Regions from separate parts of the Mus musculus genome. Here region 2 is linked to region 1. The links are chromatin contacts, called in public Hi-C maps. All regions are on one chromosome and are shown on one strand. The core of a region is the stretch at or near the end of the contact, and the rest is flanking DNA. Distances in the headings are between cores, read along the strand shown.

Region 1 (7,552 bases), core at 3,449-5,948:
AAGGAGGGTAAGCCTCCAGGATGGGTCATCAGATGAAGGCGATTGTAGCCAAGGCTGACAGCCTGAGTTCTGTCCACGGAATCCACATTGGAAAGGAATCGTCTTCCTCAGGTTCTCCTCTCACCTTTACATGGACACACACTCGCGAGCACACACAGACACACACACACAGACACACACACACACACACACACACAATTTAATTTGTTTGTTTGTTTGTTTTTCGAGACAGGGTTTCTCTGTGTATCCCTGGCTGTCCTGGAACTCACTTTGTAGACCAGGCTGGTCTCGAACTCAGAAATCGGCCTGCCTCTGCCTCCCAAGTGCTGGGATTAAACAAATACCACCATGCCCGGCACAATATAATTTTAAAAATGAAGCTGGGAGGTGGTGGCGCACGCCTTTAATCCCAGCACTTGGGAGGCAGAGGCAGGCGGATTTCTGAGTTCGAGGCCAGCCTGGTCTACAGAGTGAGTTCCAGGACAGCCAGGGCTATACAGAGAAGCCCTGTCTTGAAAAACCAAAATAAATAAATAAATGTTAAGAAAAATGAGCAAATCAAATCCAGCAATATATAAAATGATAATACACATGCCCTTTGGTTGTCCCAGGAGGTTGGGAGTACATTCCATTCATACAGTGGGGATGCTAGCCAAATAAGGCAGAAAAGCCCTCCGGATCAGTGCTGATTAAACCAACGAGAGTTTCTCCATCAAAACACGATCGTAGTATGGGAATAAAAAGAGAAGCTTCTTAGATGTCTTTACATTTATTTTATGGTTAGGAATAACCTTGGCAGAAGCCGGAGGAATTTGAGGTTAGTCTGGGCTATATAATGAGGATCTTTTTCAAAATCTGGAGACAGTAGGAGATTGTTTTTAAATGTTTCCAGGCATAGATATGACAGCACATTTAAAAACAACAACAACAACAACCAAACAAAATTAAAAAACAAAAAAACAAACAGCCTGAGCTAAGAGACCTAGATTCTGGGACCTTCTCCCATCTGGAGCTCAGGCTGAGTCTGTTACAAGCCTATTGCATAGTGGGTCTTTGGTCATTTGAGCCTACACACAGTAGGCCTCTGGCTCCCCCACCCCCACCCTTAACCTTTGATCTGCACACATTCCTGCACTAAGCTACATCCCCAGCCTCTCTGGCTCTCTCTCAGCTGAGGATCAGCATCCTTCACAAGGGTGTGTTGGAACTATAGCTCAAGTTTAATGAGGGCTGCCCCGATGGATGGGAATAATCGGTGTTATATTTACAGGTAAATGAGGCTTGTTCCTCCACCTACTTTTCCTATCCTCTAGACTCAGAGCAGGAATCCTATTATGATTGCCAGCCATCACCTGGATCAGGCCAGGTATTTAGTCCTCTCTTGACCAACCAGGTCCCATTTGGCTGTGCAACATTGCTGGACGGAAGATATCAGCTATATCAAAAAACAAACACACCCTGCCAGCCGATCCCTGGTCTCCCATCAGCGGATCCCAGTAAAGGTTATGGGCCATCCTGCGCATTACCACCTGCCATGTGTGTATATAAACTAAAAGGTGGGGGAGATGTGTGGGGCTCCGGGCTTCACAGATGAGAAACCCATGCCTCCCGGGACACTCTACTTCAATGATCTCTGTATTAGAAGGCAGATCTGTTTGCCTCAGACTCCTTCAGCTCTTGCTCTGTAGCACACCTACCGTGTAATAGGTCTTTGTGACTATCTCCCCCTTGGAATTTGATAAACACGGAGCGTGCTCGGCTCTCCAAATGATCGTCATTGTCCAACCAGCCTTTCTCAACGATTCAGCCTAGAAAGAGAATTCCACATTTCCCCTTGAGTCACCAGACTCCTCCACCCACGATAATTAGGTTAGAGGTGGATTCTATACTGTTCATTTCCTGGAAACTGTCTCCTCCCTCCCTTGGCAGGCAGACAGGCAGGCAGCATTTTGTAGTAGGAAATACTTGCCTTCTGGAACCAGATAGGGCGTGTGCCAGCATCCATTGTCTTGGCTGGATTGCTTGGCTTCTCTAAGCCTTTTTGTTTCTTTTTTCTCTGTAAAGTGGGATGGTTTTATCTACTTCACAGGTTGTGGTAAGGACTCCCAGCCTTCCACCCCAGCAGAATGTTTTCTTCTTTTTCCATGCAGACAACTACCACCACCAAAATACGAACCAGAATAGATGGGATGATAAGTCTTGTGGAAACAGAAGTCCATGTGATGAAACTTAGGGGAACCAGCGCTTAGGATGTTATGCTGGGCAGCCCCAAGCTCATCCCAGCTCCTTTGTAACAGTATCCTGACCTTCACAATAAAAATGGATGTAGGATGCCCCTCTTAGGGCTTCGTAAAGGTGTCTTGGTAATATTCTCCATTTGTTTGGCACACAGTAGGTGCCTCATAAACAATGGCTATTAGATACTATGAGATATTTACCTTGTCCTTTTGGCTGCTTAACATTGTCATCCAAGGTAAACTCCCATAATCCCTCAAGGAGCTTCTTTCCCACAGTGGAATTTCCCATCAGACACTCGGATTCTCCTGTCCACCCTTCTGTTCTGCACTCAGCCCAGATTGCAGGACTGCCTTACAGAACTAAAAACAATGTAAGCCTAAATGAATGATTTTGAAAAAAAAAAATTGAAGCTTCAATATTGTGTGTGAAGGGGGCTGTCGAGATGGCTCAGTGGTTAATAGCGCCAACTGCTCTTCTGAAGGTCCCAAGTTCAAATCCCAGCAACCACATGGTGGCTCACAACTATCCGTAATGAGATCTGGCGCCCTCTTCTGGAGTGTCTGAGGACAGCTACAGTGTACTTACATATAATAAATAAATAAATCTTTTTAAAAAAATTGTGTGTGAAGGCTGGAGAGATGACTCAGCAGTTAAGAGCACTGACTGCTCTTCCAGAGGTCCTGAGTTCAATTCCCAGCAACCACATGGTGGCTCACAACCATCCGTAATGGGATATAATACCCCTCTTATGGTTTGTCTGAAGACAGCTACAATGTACATAATATAAATAAATCTTTTTTTAAAAAATACTGTATGTGCACATATAAGAGAGAAAACATTTGTTAAATTTGGGAGTCCCCAAATCCCAAGTGAGTAAAAATTTCTCTTTTTTTTTTTTTCAGTATTGAAAATTGCTAGGCAAAGGACTTTACCACCAAGCTATATTCCCAGACCCTTATTACTTAAGTGAGGGTAGGGTGGGTTCTATGTAGCCCAGGCTGGCCTTGAATTTGAGTTCCTCCTGCTTCAGTCTCCCCAGAGAGAGTTCTGGGATAATAGGTGTGTCCCACCTCACCCAATTTAAAAGTATTATAACCAATCTGGCTTAGATGAAGAAATTCTTAAGAGACACTTGTGTCTCAATCTGTTACATTATTGAAACAGTGAACCCCAGAGAAATGGGAGTTTCCTTGGAATCTCATGCTGGGAGAGACCAGAGGGAGAATTTGTCTCCTGGGAAAAGATTTCACAGTTAGTACAGCTTGTGGGACAGAACAGCTTACCAAATGAGATTGAATCCCAGACAATGATGGGCCACTGGTAGGCTGGACCAGGTCTGGACTGGCACTTAGATACAAATATTTTTGCCTTCTGTTTTAACTCTGTTCTCACTTCAGAACGGGGAAGGTGGACTTGAGGGGTTTGCTGGGTCTCTTTTTTCTGTTTTCCTCTTTTAAGTAGGCTCATTTAATTGGCTTAAGGACCGGTGGCTGGAGCTGACTTGGGGCAAAAGTTGTGACACCCAACTTTTGTAATATTAGGTTTTGTTGTTGTTGTTTTAAAGATCATCTACCATAAAAGGAACACCAGATCTGAATGGATGACCATAGGGTCCTGCCTTTAGGGCTTGGGAGGAGATTTGTCAGAGCCCACCATCAGGAAAGAAGAGGGAGCTGCATACAAAGGCAGCACAGCTGGAGGGAAGGGGAAGGGAGGGGGAAGGGAAGGGGAAGGGAGGGGGAAGGGAAGGGGAAGGGAGGGGGAACGGAGCGGGAAGGGAAGGGGAAGACAGCCACAGTCCATAGAATTGTGTTTTGTTTCTTTTCTTTTCCTTAAATTATTATGTGTATGTTATTGGGGGAGGGGGGTGTCAATTTTGTGCAGTCTTAACCAGGGTTTTAGTAATTGTGTTTAGGTCTCATATTCTGTTGTACAGCCATCTCCCCAACCCTATTTTTAGATGTTGAGACGGCCACTAACTCTCTAGCCCGGTCTGACATCGAACTCACGGCAATCCTGTTGCCTCAGCCTCCTAAGTGACTAAATTACGGGCACGAGCCACCAAGCTCTGGGTCAACAGTATTTTGTTCTGTTTGGCTTTGAGTTTTAATAAGACCGGTCCTGTTCTGGAGGGATGATTGGTGACACCTCGGGGACACAGATGAATGTTCTCCAAAGCTCTGCTGCACTGTGCTAGGACGTAGGCCCCGACCAGGAGGGTGGGAATATTCCAGCCCCTGCGACAATTCATCTGCAGAGTGCCTCTGAAACTGCACCTGGTAGCCCTTGGGTCGTGCGTCGCTCGGGTCCGCGGGGTGTGGAGAGCATCAGAGTTCCCCAGGTCCCATAATCACCTTTGGCTTCCAGCACCAGGAGGGAAGCCTCCCGCCCACTGTCCGGCCCCCAGGGACCCACGTGACTTCCTGAAGCCCCAGGGCGCCGCCCCTCCTGTTCAGTTTCGATTCCTTCCTCGCTGCTTCTTAAGTACCGCGCGGTAGGGTGCGCAGCTGTCCCTGCGCGTCACGTCGGGTGAGCCCACGAGCGCGATGGCGGAGCTGAATCCTCTGGCCGAGGAGCTGTCCTGCTCCGTCTGCCTGGAGCTCTTCAAGGAACCTGTCACCACTCCGTGCGGCCACAATTTCTGCATGTCATGCCTGGATGAGACGTGGGTCGTCCAGGGCCCGCCGTACCGATGCCCGCAATGTCGCAAAGTGTACCAGGTGCGCCCGCAGCTGCAAAAGAACACGGTAATGTGCGCGGTGGTGGAGCAGTTCCTGCAGGCCGAGCAGGCGCGGACCCCGGTGGACGACTGGACGCCTCCTGCCCGCTTCTCCGCCTCCAGCGCAGCCACCCAGGTGGCCTGCGACCACTGCCTGACGGAGATCGCAGTGAAGACGTGCCTCGTGTGCATGGCCTCTTTCTGCCAGGAGCACTTGAGGCCTCACTTCGACAGTCCGGCCTTCCAGGATCACCCCCTACAGTCGCCCATTCGTGACCTTCTGCGCCGCAAATGTACCCAGCACAACCGCCTTCGGGAATTGTTTTGTCCCGAGCATGGCGAGTGCATCTGCCATATCTGCTTGGTAGAGCACAAGACCTGCTCCCCTACGACCCTAAGTCAAGCCAGCGCCGACCTGGAGGTAGGGAGTGGCTGGTTGAGGGTATAGAGGACAGCTTGGATCAGCTGAATTGTGGAGAGGCCATCCTGGGTATCCCTGTAGTACAGTGGGTTGCTAGAGGAGATAGGCTTTGCTGGGCCAGAGATCCCATTCCTTCACAGACCTCATGGCCTTAGGCTCCGTGGGCCGCAGTCTGGGAGTTGGGCAGTAGGAAGCCATCCCCACAGACCAAACAAGTAGATTTTATATAGCCTCCCGCTCATCCATTATCGCCTGCCTTCTCCAGCCCTCTTAGTTCTATTTTACATAGAGCACAACGGAAGGCACAGGTAAGAGTGCCTGCCCCAAGTCTGTGTTTGTCCAGTGGAGTTCAGTAGTTTTGAATATTAACCAGGAACCCTGGGGGTTACCTCTCCAACCCCTTCAGATCCTGGCAGCACGAAAGGGCTGTGTCTGTTTAGTTCATTCCACAGCTCAGGGCTGTGTCTGTTTAGTTCAGGAAAACAGGCCCAGAGAAATTAGCTTAGCAGGAACCAGGCTGCTTTGAGTCACAGCTTCTGGTTTCCTTTTTCCCTGTAGACCACAGATCTGTTGAGTCCAGAGCATGGAGCAGTCTTGGAAGCTTGAGGTTAAGGGTAACAGAAGCCTCTGTTGAGGAGGGTGTGAATGGATAGTGAGTGTGAACACAGAGCCTCAGAAATCCCTGCTTGTGACTTTGGCACTGTGGTATAGCCCTTTTTTGGTTGTTTTTAAGACTGTCTCACTATGTAGTCTTAGCTGTTCTGGAGCTTGCTATATTGACCAGGCTGGCTTTGAACTCATGGAGACCTGCCTGCCTCTGCCTCCCAAGTGCTGAGACTAAACGCACGCGCTCAGTTGGTGTAGTCCATCTTGCTGTGTGAAAATTGAGCAGGGCCTGGCGTGGTGGCGCATGCCTTTGATCCCAGCACTCGGGAGGCAGAGGCAGGTGGATTTCTGAGTTCGAGGCTAGCCTGGTCTACAGAGTGAGTTCCAGGACAGCTGAAGCTATATAGAGAAACCCTGTCTCGAAAAACCAAAAAAAAAAAAAAAAGAAAGAAAGAAAAGAAAAAAGAAATTGAGCAGGAATTGGGCCTCTGGACCTGGGTCCGCCTTGCTAAAGACTGGAAGCGTGTGTCAGGGAGTCAGGGTTCCTAATGGCCTTGTGGGGTTGCAATGATTTTAGTGGCTTTAGAGGTCCCCCCCCCATTACAGACTCAAAGCAGTTGTTGCCTCTCTTCGGTACATTTGTCAAAGTGTGATCTGATCTCCTTTCTCTCTCAAACGTCTGAGAACTTGAGGCCTGTCCCAACATTGTGGAAGGAATTGGAAACCTGGGTGAGGTTGGCAAGCCTTGCTGTGTGGTGCCAAGATCTCAGCTCCGCTCCCTCCTCCTGCCACAGCCCTTCCCTGGCCTTGCCTGCCTGTCTGGGTCTTAGTCAGGTCCCTTAGAATGTCTTCCCTCTGATTCTTGGCACCTGTATCTACAGGTAACATCTTTAGAGTTCTCTTCAGTATACCCCATGTGGGTACGGGGTACGGATACCTCCAAGTCTAGCTGTTCTGGGAGAAAGTCTGCCCCGCCTTTGGTGCTTTTGTCTTTGCTACCACCAGAGCTAGCTGTTTGGCTTGGGGCAAGACCCTACAGATCTCTGGGTAGGTCAAGAGCCACCAGGGAAGTGCCGCAGAGGCAGGATCCGGTGTCAGGAGGCTTGGCACTTAAGAGGTCCCTCCCAGATTCAGTGCCAAGATCTTGGTTTAAATTGTGACCCCCAGCAGTAGCTTCCAGCTACAGAAGAATAAAATGGGGAACATGATGGTCTCCAGTTACAGTGAGGGCTGGTGAGATGGCTCAGTGGGTAAGAGCACCCGACTGCTCTTCCGAAGGTCTGGAGTTCAAATCCCAGCAACCACATGGTGGCTCACAACCATCTGTAACAAGATCTGACTCCCTCTTCTGGAGTGTCTGAAGACAGCTACAGTGTACTTACATATAATAAATAAATAAATCTTAAAAAAAAAAAAAAAAAAAGGCATGCTCCAGTTACAGTGAACCTTGGGTGAAGTGAAGCTGGTGTAGTGGCTCATGCCTGTAATTCCAGCCCTTGGGAGGCTTAGGCAGATAAATCATGAGTTTGAGGCCAGCTTGGACTACATCGTTTCAGGTCAGCTACAGG
Region 2 (7,367 bases), core at 4,822-7,321, 190 kb after region 1:
ATCTCAACAATGTCGTTGTTGTTGCTTTTAAACAAGTCTGGCATAATGACAATACCAGTTGACATTTCAGCGTGGATGGAGGATCTCTCAGGGGACCACACACCCTTGTGTGAAGAGCTGGAGGCTAGAGTAAATGGTTACCAAGATGGAGAGAATCAATTTTCTTCTGATGAGCTTGCTGATTATTTAATCCCAAGTGGCCAGTGCAAAACACACGTATGTATGAACAGCACTCAAGAGGATCCGTAGGTTTTTATAAAATTATGTGTGTGCATATAAATGTATATATATAATATTTATAGCAATAATAATTAAAGAAGAGGTCTTGAATCTGAGAGGAAGTGGGGGGGAGTGGGAGAAGGGATGAAATTATTAAATAGAATTTAACACCAATAAAAGAGGACTTGGTGCTTGTGAGATGGTTCATTGGGTAAAGATGCTTGATGCACAAGCTTGAGACCGGATTTTGATCTCTGGAACACACGTAAAGGTCGAAGGAAGGCTGACCCTACAACATTGTCCTGTATGGATGCCGTGGCATGTCCCTGCAAATGATGAGCATATGCAAAAATAGAACATAAATAAAACATTTGAGTGAGGAGTTGGAGGTGCTGGTGACATGGCTCAGCTGGGAGTGTTTGCAGTATCAACATGAAAAACTGGTCCCATCTGTGTGAGTCTTTGACGTGTGTGTGTGTGTGTGTGTGTGTGTGTGTGTGTGTGTGTGTGTGTACAGGAGAATACCTGGAGTCTAGTCATTTAGTGAGAACATCAGGTTCAGGGAGAGACCTTGCTTCAAAAGATAAAAGTAGAAAGTCACAGAGGAGGACACCTGATGCTCACACATATGTGCACACTCACACATATAGATGTGCATCCCACTCATATGTGCTTATGCACAAACATACACTACGCACATACATAAGTATTAATGAAAGATAAAGCATGAGTTGATGGAGTCAGAGTCCCTGTCTGGAGCTTCTGATCTTGGAAACCAAGGCAGGAGGCAGAGGAAGCATAAGAGGAAAGTTATTGAAGTACAGAACGGACACCAAGGTCTACTGGGTTCTCTTCGGGCCAACACAAGGCAGCAGAAGCCATTAGTAGGAGAAGAGGCCTCAGGCTAAAGGAGAGAGAGAGGCCAGGAGGACACACAAGGTAAAGATAGGGTCCAAGGAGATAGCACATCTATAAGAGAAAACTAGTTAGCAGCTACATAAAGGAAGACCAAGATGTCTACCTCAGGCAGTGTAGTTCTCACTGCATCTCAGCTTTGGATCACAGTGGGTGTCCTGGTGGTACCCATTCTCTGTGTTCGATATCCTAATGTTTAACTACCCTCCCATTCTGCAGGCTAAGCATTTGGGTTTAAGCTGGCTGTGGAGAGTGGGGAAAAGCAAGTCAGAATTCTTAGTATTAACTTTAGTTTGGTTTATTTTGATTTGTTGTGCTTCACAAAGAAGAAAGGTAGATTACTCCCCTTCCCACACATAGGCTTCTAACCATACTATCCCAGAGCAAAAGGCAGCAAGACAGAAGATTTCTGGGCAACAGAAAAATATAGTCAAGGAAGAGTAAATCATAGAAAATTCAGTATACGTCATGATAGGATACAGCTAAAAAAATAACTGTGATGACTTTAGTTTTTAATTTTTAAAGAACATTTATTTTGTGTGTCAGATGGGATGGACATGTACATGCCATGTACGTGTGACATGTATATGTTCATATATGTGGAGGTCAGAGGGGAATTTGTAAGAGTTAGCTCTCTCCTTACAGCATGTGGTGGTTTGGATAAAAATGGCCCTCATAGGGCCATAGGGAGTGGCACTATTAGGAGGTGTGGCCTTGTTGAAGTAGGTGTGGCTTTGTTGGAGAAAGTGTGTTGCTAGGTTTCAAGGTCTCAGAAGCTCAAGCTAGGCCTAGTGGCTTAGTCTCTTCCTTGCTGCCTGTGGATCAAGATGTAGAACTCTCAACTCCTTCTCCAGCACCATGTCTGTCTGCATGCCTCCATACTTCTTGCCATGATGATAATGGACTAAACCTCGTAAGTGTAAGCCAGTCCTAACTAAATGTCTTCCTTTAAATGAGTTGCTGTGATCATGGTGTCTCTTCACAGCAATAGAAACCCTAACTAAGACACACCATGTTATTTCTAAGGATCAAAATCAGGTCCTTGGGTTTGGCAAGCAAGTACCTTGACACACTGAGCACACTTGCCAGCCCTGATAGTTTTAAGAGTCAAGACGATACAATCTGGAGTCACCTGGGAAGAGCATTTCAATGAAGGGTTGTCCAGATTAGCTTAGCCTGTAGGTATGTTTGCGAAGGAGAATCTTGATCATGTTGATTGACGTAGGAAGGCCTGCCCACTGTGGGTGGTACCATTCCTTCCTTAGGGTATCCTGAATTGGATAAAATGGAAAGGGGGGGGAGCTGAGTAATATCAAGCATACATGAATCCACTGCTATTTGCTCTTGACTGTGGATGTAGTATGTCTAGTTGCTTCAAGTTCCTGTTGCACTGACGTCCCCACAATGATAGACTGTCACTTGGGTGGATGAACCAGATAAGCCCTTCCTCCTTTAAGTTGTTTTTGTCAGAGCATCTTATCACAGTGACTGGAAACAAAGCCAAGGCAGTAACAGAGATACCAGTTGTTGTTTACTGAGCAACTGTCACGTTCCATGCACACATAATCCTTGTTTCTTATCCCCTCCCTCTCTCCTCTCTCCCTGTCTTTCTCTCATCTCTTCCCATTTCGTCAACTAATTTGCACTCTTCTCTACAAGCCAGGTATCAACAACTCCCATGTCACAGACAAGCCTTACAGAACTTCCTGGGGCCTCTGTGTCTTGTCAACAGAGAAATGCATTCGTTACTTTTTAGCTATTGCTACGGCAAAACACCCGACAAAATCTGCTTAAGGAAGGATTTATTTTAGTCTCACAGTTCACATGGGTGGTCCCTTGTATGGCTGGTCACACTTAGTGTCCTTAATCAGAGAGCGAGAGACATAAAGGCTGACAATGTAGTCTGAGACCCCAGCTGGAGGAATGATGCAGCCCCAAATTTATATGGGTACCCAGAACTTTGTTTCTGTGGGATTCTAAGTCCCACCCAGTTTAGTCAAGACCAACTGGGTAGAGGGGAAGGATCAGAATGATCATTTTAGTGGTAGATGCACTCCACGGCCATCAGGTCAAAGCAGGCCACTTGCTCCCTGTGTGAGTCACTTTCCTCATCACAGCAACAACATAGTGGTCAGAGGGATCCCTTGAAGGTAGGGAGGCTGATTTTGGCTCACAGTTTTTTAGGGTACAGTCTATTCTGCTGGAGAAGTCATGGTGGCTAGAGAGGTTCATCTTGGTGGATCAGAAAGGCAGAGCCAGCCGAAAGCAGAGCCAGGCTGTATCCTTAAGGTTCCCACTCCTCGTGGTCAACATCTGCTAGCCAAGTCCCATGCCCCGAAGTTCTACAACCTTCCCGGACAGCATAGTCACCTGGAGAGAAGTCCTCAAACACAGGAGCTTAGGGGGGTCATTAGAATCTTGAATCGCGGAGGAGATTCCATCTAGGTCTTCCAGAGTGACACAAAATAAGAGAATGAGACAGGGACACCACCTGTACCCACCTTTCCAGGATGTGTATGGGGGGGGTGAGATTCCTTGGGAGAATAAAGAGTGGACCTATTAGAAGTCTCATGGCCTTTAGTGGCTATAGGAGAGTTAGTCCTTCCTGCTAACAAGTGGAGTGTGATGTGACAATCTGAGGACTCTGAGAAACCTCTTCTCTCCCCCTCTCCCCTTCCTCTTCCCATCTTAACTAACTTCCTTTCCTCTTTAACTCTAGTGGGTTGGTCTGAAGCTGCTTGTATACAAAGGCTCAGTTCTGTACCCCAAGATTCGGTGGCTTCAAGATGAGCAGATTCTCGCATATACAAGCTTTTGTTGTATAAACCTTGCCCCACAAGTTACCCATGATTGGTCAATAAAGACGCCTACAGCCTGTAGTTGGGCAGAAAAGGGGTAGGCAGGGCTTAGGTTCCTGGGCTTGGGGACTGAGGCAGGAACCATGAGTAGGGAGAAGAGGGAGGAGAAGACAGAATTGCCATGAGATAGATAGAATGTGAGCGCATAGCCACGAAGGCCAGCCTGTTGCAGTAGGAATGGCCCAGATGGAATATGACAAGTGATATACTGGGGTTGATGACAGGAAAGTAGACAGAATAGCAGCTCTGGTGTGTTAAGGTTATTATAAACATAAAGGTTTGTGTCTTCAATTTGGAAACCAAGCAACCTAAGGTGGGATAGGAACCCCCAAATAATATTTACCACAACATGTAACTTTCTTCACTTTTCCCTCCCTTTCCTTCCCTCCCCTTCATTCTTTATGTCCTCCAAACAAAGAAAATAATTGAATTCACGGACTACCTTTTATTTTTAGTTTAAAACAAAATAGGTCTATCAACGTCCCATGAGGGGACAAAAATGAGTTAAAGAGACGGATTGACCTACTTAAATGGAGGGTGCTAACGAGGGAAATGATATTAATTTCAGGACAAAAATCTTTCTCCTGACATTTCTGAGAAGTAGTACACTTGCGTTGCCTCTGAGTATTCCTGGGAAAGTCACACCATACTCCTGGGAAAGCCAAGCCGTAGTTGGTAGGCCATGTGTGGACTATGGGATGGGTGGCTCAGCATGGACTTGCTTTTTTTTGGGGGGGGGGTTGTAGAATTTATTCAGTGACTTGGTCCCTGGGAGCACCCACCCAAGCCAGCTGTTTGAAAAGTGAGAAGCCAGCTAGGGCCTGCTGGCTGCCTCAGTCTCTCTTCTCCCCAAGTGAGCAGGTTCTGACTTTAAAAGAACCCCCCCCCCCCCGCACCTTCCTGGCTGCCCACTGATTGCCCTGGGTCTGTGACAATGATAGTGGCCAGCTGCCAAGGGCCCAGGCTCCAGCCCAGGCAATTCCTTTGCTCCCACCTGCTACTTGAGTCTGCACTCTGGCTCTGTGCCCAGTGATTCTCTAGCACGGAGACATGAGATGCGGGTTTCAGAGTCAGGCAGAGCCCGTCTATGCCAGCATCTCAGAGGTTAGCCCTACAACCTGAGGCAAGCCAGAGAACCTTCCTAGGGTCTGTGTCTGTGAGAAGGAAGGGAACATGACGTACACTTCCCAGAGCTGTTGAGCGATAGGACTCTGATCACAGAGTGACTTATAAGAGAGCACTCACTAAATGGCAAGTGCTTCTCTTTGTGGTGAGAGATTTGGGTTCCGTGTCTGGGGTGACTTTATATCAGTGTGTGTCCTGTACGTGTGTGTGTGTGTGTGTGTGTGTGTGTGTGTGTGTGTGTGTATGTATGTGTGTGTGTGCACATAGGAGCATGCAGGTGTCTGTGCCTATGTGTGCACATGCAGAGGCCAGAGCAGGATTTTGGGTATGTTCCTTTTACTGCCTTGAGATAGACTCTCTCACTGAACCTGAAGCTCACTCTCTCTCAGCTGGACACTCTCAGTGTGGGAAATCTATCTGCCTCTGCATCCTCTAGTGCACCGGTTCCAGGCACATAGAACTATGCCCGGCGTTTTAACTGCGTGCTGGGATTTCAAACTCAGGTCGTCATGTTTGTGGAGCAAGATTTCTTATACACTGAATCATCTCTCCAGGCCCTCTATGCCTTTTCAAAGCTGCAACCTCCTCTCCACATCTTCTTGGGGCAGAAATACATTCCCTGCTGGTAGATGAGACGACTGGAGATAGAAGAAGACATGAGGAACCACCAACCATACCAGCCAGGAAGCAGCAAAGGCTGGCTTCGAACCCAGTGCACCCCGGGTTTTGAATCCCAGTTCCGGAAAGCCACTGGGGCGGCCTCTTTGATCTCCCAAAGCTGCTGTCCAACAGTGTGCCAAGGGGAGGGCGGAGAAGCTGCTCTCCAGGCCAGCCCCTCCTCACCCGCCGCCCAGGGCCGGCTGGCGGCCAGCGGGAGGCATTCCAGAGGCTGCCTGCCTGTGCTCACGCCTGAGGAATGTCTTGCGAAGTCGCGCCTAAGCCCTCTGTGTCTGACTCATCATCTCTCCGTCTCCAGGAGTGTCAGAGAAGAGCTCCCTTAATCCCTCCTGTCCTCGGTCCCAGGCTTTCATTTGTCAAACTAAAAATATTCCCTCCAGGAACCTCCTTTAGCCAGGGGCTGAAGGAGGTACAAGGGGGATGACATTTTCAGCGTCACTTCCTGACAGCGCCTCCCTATTGTTCCCTGGGCCAGGGGCAGCCAGCGGCAGCGAGGGGCCTCTGTCATTTTTGGGCCATAGCCAGCAGTCCAACTTTTTCTTCTGTAAGCACCTTCCTTTTTCCATGCGGGGAGGGAAGCTGAGATGGCCCGTCAGCCTGACAGGCAGCCTTGCCCCTGGTCCCTTGGGGCTGCCTCGTGATTCATGCCAGGTGAGGACTCTAGAAATGCCAAGTTCATTTCCTTTGCCGCCCGAGGGGAGGGTGGGCTGGCACGGTTCGTACTTGTCTGCGAGGCTGGTTTAACTACTGATGAAGAGGTGGGGAGTTTGAAGGTAAAGGAGAAAATGAGGAAATCCAGTGTGCTGGTGTCTTAGTTGAGACAGATAGTCATGGGCTCCCTGCGTGGGAAGGTAGCGACGGAGGGTAGCTGATGAGGCTTGCCTCTCTTTCCTTTCCTCACCTTGTTACTCCTGGCACAGCCACACTCCTCACGCTCCACACATTAACCTGGTCAGAAATCTTGGCTCAAAGGGATAAAGCGACCTCCTTGGGACACTGTGGGTTCTCCTTGGCTGGTACTTGCTCACTGGTCAAATGGTGCAGCAGCTCAGATTTGCAGGTCCTGATTCCATCAACAGAAGCCGTGTGAGCCCCAGTGAGGTTCCTCACCTCTGAGCCTCATCACAGCCTTCTTCACCTGTGGACAGCGCCTGTTCCCCCAGGCTTTCATGAAGACGTAAACTGAATTATATGCTGCTCACCACTTAATGAGGACCGAGTCTAAACTGTTCCAATCACTATCCTCCCGTAAGACTCAACAACAGAACCTGCTACACCCTTGCAATCAGGAGCCCTGGCTATAAGTTCATTAGCCTTTACTACTATGTGGCTTGAGGCAAATCCCCTAACATGGGCGGGTCACATGCGCTTATTTGTGACAAGCAGGGTTTGGACCTGCTTTCCTCTTCTTGGACCTAAAAATTCCTCAATTGTGGGCATGCTCAGTATTAGATGCCAATGGAAAGTTTCTTCCTTGTGTGTTATTTAATTTTTTTTCCCTAAACAAAGAGAGGACGCTTATTTGACTCACTGTTTTGGAGATATTATTAAGTCAAAGGGTTACATCTGGTG

Evidence for each region. A called contact is a pair of places that touch in the nucleus more often than the background predicts.
Region 2: a Hi-C map of Sertoli cells shows a contact between it and region 1, with 3 times the contacts expected there. The contact joins the enhancer-like site here to the promoter of Trim25 in region 1. A contact is called at or near these places in 2 of 484 Hi-C or Micro-C datasets (Sertoli cells and double positive thymocytes).

What each region holds. Positions count from the first base shown.
Region 1 is chr11:88,994,705-89,002,256 of GRCm38.p6, forward strand. Trim25 (tripartite motif-containing 25) reads left to right here and starts at 4,699. Exons shown (of 9, transcript NM_009546.2): 1 at 4,699-5,378. The coding sequence starts at 4,785. Gm11496 (a long non-coding RNA gene) reads right to left here and starts at 4,732. Exons shown (of 3, transcript XR_388949.3): 1 at 4,515-4,732; 2 at 1,698-1,808.
Region 2 is chr11:89,181,055-89,188,421 of GRCm38.p6, forward strand. No RefSeq gene overlaps it. Among named protein-coding and RNA genes, the nearest start is that of Gm38759, 63 kb to the left of the region's middle. Within about 2 kb of position 6,072, at least 119 of the 459 cell types and tissues checked have an H3K27ac peak or open chromatin away from gene starts, as enhancers often do. A contact at or near this core is called in Sertoli cells, where this site is marked.